Linked DNA regions of Mus musculus: region 1 is linked to region 2. Evidence: chromatin contacts called from public HiChIP or PLAC-seq data. All regions are on one chromosome and are shown on one strand. Each heading gives the region's core, a stretch centred on a gene start, on an enhancer-like site or on the middle of the called end of the contact. The rest is flanking DNA. Distances are from core to core; before and after follow the strand shown. Region 1 overlaps Ica1 (islet cell autoantigen 1). Region 2 overlaps Umad1 (UMAP1-MVP12 associated (UMA) domain containing 1).

Region 1 (2,848 bases), core at 238-2,737, 400 kb before region 2:
AAAGGAAGGAAGAAAGGAAGAAAGGAAGGAAGAAAGAAAACAAGGAGGAGAAGCCAGGGAAGGATATGTCTTAATTCTGAATACTGTATCCTTTAATTCTACCATTGTTTCAAGAGAGATTTAACTAATCGGTAGATTAGATCATACTGACACTTGCTCTATAGAACACTATATAAAATTTATCACAGTTGGGAAATTAGGAACAGTCTAGCCTCAGCTCATCCCTTGGGCCCATTTGTTTTGCCCCCTGCCCCTCCACTCCTCCGCCCCGGCTATAAGAGGTCTTTTGTACTCTGTTTGTTTGTTTGTTTTTTGAGACAGGGTTTCTCTTTATAGCCCTGGCTGTCCTGGAACTCACTTTGTAGACCAGACCTGGAACTCAGAAATCTGCCTGCCTCTGCCTCCCGAGTGCTGGGATTAAAGGCGTGAGCCACCACTGCCTGGCTGCACTCTGTTTCTACTGCTTGGAACGTCCGTGCCCTAATGATACTAAGAGTGCCTCACTCTGCCATTCAGAACTTGGCTGCTACTGCAGCCTTCCCTGGCTATCCACTCTAAAGCAGTCTCTGTCCTACTCAGTTTCTCTGGCATTTTTCCTTCTGTGTCTTGTGTCTGTGATTATGTGTGCTTCATTTTCTATCTCCTGCTACTTGAATGTGAGGGGTGGGGACAACCTATGTCGTCTTCATCATGACTGCATTAGTTGTAAACAAACGCAGAGTTGATTAAGACTGTTTGAGAGCCTGGTTTCCTAGCTCTTCTGTTGCTTCCTTATCTTTAAAGGACACATCTAAAAATATAATCGGCAAGTGAATGTAAGTGGGGTTTATGTGAAATCTTACGATCCAGTTAATTGGACCTTTTGAACGAGTGGAGACTTTGAATTATCTAATATAAATGTTGCGTGAGAATGACCATCGTCAACCTTGACTCTGACGGAGCTCAAGGTCCCTGCAAAGCACTGCCAATTAATCAGAAGCAGCACAGGAAACGAGGCCTGTTTGCCACCAGTTTAATCCTTCAGTGTGTGAAATGACCAAAAATTATTCCAGGATGCTTCAATCTACTTAGATTATTTGGGAAAGACATGTGTCACCAAGTGTGTATTAGTATTCTGGATTGATTTCTTTGGGCCTAAAGTTAAATGTGTTTGTTTGTATGTGACTTGAGTCTTTAAGGGTGTTTTGCTTTGTTTTGTTTTTAAGTCACAGTAGCCAGCTGCTGTTAGAAGCTAAAAATGGGATGTTACTTTCCATAGAAAGCGAAAGGTTGTTGGTTGAATTGGAAGCACCTCGTATTAGTCAATGAAGAGAAATACATATAGCATTGAAAAGGAAATCTTATAGATATGGCATGGATATGAAACAAGCATTTAAAATGAAATACGGTGTGCAGTAACAAAAAAATGCAGAAGTTAAAGCTAGTGCAGTTTCACATTCAGTTAGTGCCACGAAAATATGGTTTTCTGCTCTTCTGGACAAAAAGAAAAGCCAAAGAAGGAAGAGTCTCATGGTACAGACAGACACAGGCCCATGCTCACACACCCTGACAGCCACCCAACTGTGCCAAGGGCTAATTCATGAGCCCAAAGGGCACTGCTGTCCAGAAAAAAAAATTGGGACTGACCATGTCTCAGCCAGAGGAAGCCTTTAGCTGGGCTTGGATCTGTGGTTCTGTGAACTTTATTTATTTGGTTGTTTTTGTTTGTTGTTAATCATGGTGGTAGTTTGTTTGGCTTTGGTTTTGATTATTTTTGAGACCAGATCTCTTCTCTGTAGCCTTGACTGACCTCAGTCTCTCAAGCCTCTACCTCCTGAGCTCTGGGATTATAAGCATGCCTCATCACAACAGGCTTTGAGAATTTGGATCTTGAGAGAGAAGTATGAAAAGAGACATTGGTTATCTCATTTTTTTAAATGGGTTCCAAAAACCCTTCCTCCTGCCACAGGACTTTCTGCTGCAGCGCAAGAACTGTAGTCACATGTAGGCAAGCAGCAGTGAGTTCTTTAGACTTGTGGTTCCTATCCAACTTTGTGTAGTTGTTGGAGAGATTGATACTAATAATGGGGTACAATTTGAAGAGTAGGGAGCCTGATGGGTTAGTGAAATAATTCAACCTTCAGATCACAGTGGAAAACAGTTTTATTGAGTATGCTGCATATACAGTGTGTGAAGAACTGGCTGCAGGACATGAGTTATGATCAGGGGCTACATCACTTCCCCCAGATAAACCCCCTTGTACCAGATCTGTTGCATGGTGTAAAATGGACAAGAATTCTAGTGACACTTCAGATGTGGTTATAGACACAGATGATATACGAATACACACCTGTATCCTCAGCATGTAGGAGGTAGAGGCCAAAGGATTGGGAAGTTGAGGATAGGACTAAAAATACGGTTCTGTGAGTAAAAAACAATTGCTTTGCAAGCAAAGCATGAAAATAAATTAATAAGAGGACTTCAGTTCAGATTCCAGGACTCAGAAAGCTGGGTATGGTCCATGTTACCTGTTACCCTACAGCTGGCTAGATTGGGAGAGGTGAGGAGGGAGGATTGAGAGGATTTCTGGGCCTTTCTAACCTCTAGCCTTGCTCCATATTTACTAAGAGATTTGTCTCAAGGAAGTAAGGCACAAACTGGAAGAACTTCTTCTCTGGCCTCAGTGACTAGTGCGCATACACCGTACACGGTACCAGTGATGTAGCTCAATGGTAGAGTGCTTGTGTTGCAAGCCCGCACACTTCTGTGTTTGTGGCTCTGACGATGGTGGATGTTTGGGGTCCTTTCTGGCGGTTTCATGGATGTTCGGGTTATATTGAATCAGTTTCTAGAAAAGAAAAATTGTTGC
Region 2 (2,700 bases), core at 122-2,621:
GGTTTCTTTTCATTCAAACCAAGACTGAACTAGGTTTCCATCCAGCATTGTCATCAATAATCTCACACATTACCCAGGTCACTCACTTTAATTCTTAGTGTCCCTGAACATGATGACAAGCTCTTTTTTTTTTTTTTCCGACACAGAGTATAGCCCTGGCTGTCCTGGAACTCACTTTGTAGACCAGGCTAGCCTCGACAAGCTCTTTTTTAAGTAAATCCACAGGAATAGATCAGTGTGTCCTCATTTATGATTACATTAAAATTTCAGCCTAAAAATCCTGGAATTTCTAGACAGTTTTGTCACTTGTCTGAACTCCCACACACAGAACTACTTTTTCATTTCTCAGTAATTATCTTCAACCTAATGGGTACTACTGCATCCTATCAACAAGTTTGGTAGCCCCTGCTTCTCTAATAGCACTACATATAACTTAGTTTCTACATAACTTCTTTGATGTCACTAGTCACCAGCTCCAGAGCCACAAGTTCTAACAAATACTACTTACTTGAAAATTAAAGGATGTCTATTTTTAACTTGTTCTCTTACTCCATCTATCCAGTTACATTTGCTAGTATACACATATATAACTATTCCTGTACCTTGCCTCATAGTCACATTGGCTTTCAAATAGCCCTAAGTCCTCTGAAATGCTGTATTCTTAAAGTATGAACAGGTCTAAGTGCAGTGAGAAATTAACATTATATACACACTTAACGAATACATTTTGGTTACCATTATTTAGTTTAGAGGTAATTTCTTATCTTTTATCACTCTAATTTTTAAAAAAATATTTCTTCTGAAAAAAAGTTTCTTTTAATAGGCTTAGAAATCATCTTGGAATCTGTTTGCCAATACGAAAGCCTTTTCCTTTCCTGGCATATGCTAGACTGTAGCGAGATGCATGGAGAGAAAGAAGACAGATTTTTCACCTTTTTGCACACTGATTAAAATGTGAAAAAGAGTATTCAGACTTGAATGCTGAAATCCCACCTAGCACTAAGGAAGAACCAAATTGTTTTTGTGAGTGTGGGTCACTTTGCATGCATTTGTGGTAGTGCCCATGGTCAGGAGGTCACGAGATAATAGGAGGGAGGCAATTCTCTCTTGTCCCCATGTGAATCCAGTTGATGACTTTAGATAGTGGGGCCTGGGGTAAACACACTTATACTCTGAGCATCTCACCAGCCTACGAAGGACCAGATTCTTATGAGAGCTATCAACCATGAGAGAGTTCTCTTCCTTCAATGCTGCTGACTACAGAGAGCCTCCAGTTTTCTTTTTTTAACAAGGTTTCTGTTACCTCAGTGAAGGCTGTTAGTGAGGAAACGCAGAATGACCTTACTGTAAAGGGAGCTAGTGATTGGCAGGGAAATGAGGAACTAAAGAAGACTTTAAATTTTATAAGCAGAAATACAACTTTACTGGTGACAGTGCAGGTTTTTAAAAAAATGAAACATCGCAGGTGAACCGATGCCTATCCACCCCGAACAGAGCAGAATGTCAGCGAAGTAAAAGAACTCATTACTCTAAGAGTTGGGGTTTAATTCTGAGATGGATTTAGGGCTACTTTGGGGTTTTGAGCACAGAAATGACATGGTCTTACATATTTAAAATAAACAACTTTGAAGCTGTATAAAGACTACAGAAATAGAAAACAATACTATATGACTAATAAATAGTTATGAATCAGAAGTTGCTCTAGAAAGGAACATAAAAAAATAGTTAAAAAAGGCAAGACTCCTAAAGAAATGTCCAACATCCTTAGTCATCAGGGAAATGCAAATCAAAACAACCCTGAGATTCCATCTCATACCAGTCAGAATGGCTAAGATCAAAAATTCAGGTGACAGCAGATGCTGGCAAGGATGTGGAGAAAGAGGAACACTCCTCCATTGCTGGTGGGATTGCAAGCTGGTACAACCACTCTGGAAATCAGTTTGGTAATTCCTCATTAAATTGGACATAGTACTACTTGAGAACCCAGCTATACCACTCCTGGGCATATACCCAGAAGATGCTCCAACATGTAATAAGGAACATATTTCACTATATGCATAGTAGCCTTACTTTTAATAGCTAGAAGCTGGGAAGAACCCATATGTCCCTCAACAGAGGAATGGATACAGAAAATGTGGTACATTTACACAATGGAGTACTACTCAGCTATTAAAAACAATGAATTCATGAAATTCTTAGGTAAATGGATGGAATTAGAAAATATCATCCTGAGTGAGGTAACCCAGTCACAGAAAAACACACACTAGGTATGCACTCACTGATAAGTGGATATTAGCCCAGAAGCTTGGGATACCCAAGATACAATTCACAGACCACATGAAGCTCAAGGAGAAGGAAGACCAAAGTATGGATGTTTCGGTCCTTCTTAGAATGGGGAATGAAATACCCATGGGAGGAGATACAGAAACAAAGTATGGAGCAGAGACTGAAGGAGGGACCATGCAGAGACTGCCGCACATTGGGATCCATCCCATATACAGTCATCAGACACTATTATGGATGCCAATAAGTGCTTGCTGACAGGAGCCTGATATAGCTATCTCATAAGAGGCTCTGCCAGTGCCTGACAAATACAGAAGTGGATGCTCACAGCCATCCATTAGACTGAGCATAAAGTCCCCAATGGAGGATCGAGAGAAAGAACCCAAGGAGCTGAAGGGGTTTGCAGCACCATAGTAG

What was found. HiChIP or PLAC-seq counts read pairs in DNA pulled down with a chosen protein or histone mark.
Region 1: a contact with region 2 is called in an H3K4me3 HiChIP or PLAC-seq map of bone marrow-derived macrophages, with 6 times the contacts expected there. The contact joins two enhancer-like sites. A contact is called at or near these places in 3 of 15 datasets of contacts at CTCF or cohesin (the NIH/3T3 cell line, large pre-B cells and pro-B cells), 6 of 484 Hi-C or Micro-C datasets (B cells, the G1E-ER4 cell line, the HPC-5 cell line and 3 more), 4 of 115 datasets of contacts at active chromatin or transcription factors (CD8 T cells, bone marrow-derived macrophages, embryonic stem cells and 1 more) and 2 of 9 other capture datasets (adipose tissue and liver).

What each region holds. Positions count from the first base shown.
Region 1 is chr6:8,743,185-8,746,032 of GRCm38.p6, reverse strand. All of the region lies in intron 4 of Ica1 (islet cell autoantigen 1), which reads left to right. Among named protein-coding and RNA genes, the nearest start is that of Ica1, 34 kb to the left of the region's middle. Within about 2 kb of position 1,487, at least 19 of the 459 cell types and tissues checked have an H3K27ac peak or open chromatin away from gene starts, as enhancers often do. A contact at or near this core is called in B cells and bone marrow-derived macrophages, where this site is marked.
Region 2 is chr6:8,338,307-8,341,006 of GRCm38.p6, reverse strand. The region is part of intron 2 of Umad1 (UMAP1-MVP12 associated (UMA) domain containing 1); the gene reads right to left. The region is part of intron 2 of Gm46952 (a long non-coding RNA gene); the gene reads left to right. Among named protein-coding and RNA genes, the nearest start is that of Gm46952, 5.9 kb to the left of the region's middle. Within about 2 kb of position 1,371, at least 20 of the 459 cell types and tissues checked have an H3K27ac peak or open chromatin away from gene starts, as enhancers often do. A contact at or near this core is called in B cells and bone marrow-derived macrophages, where this site is marked.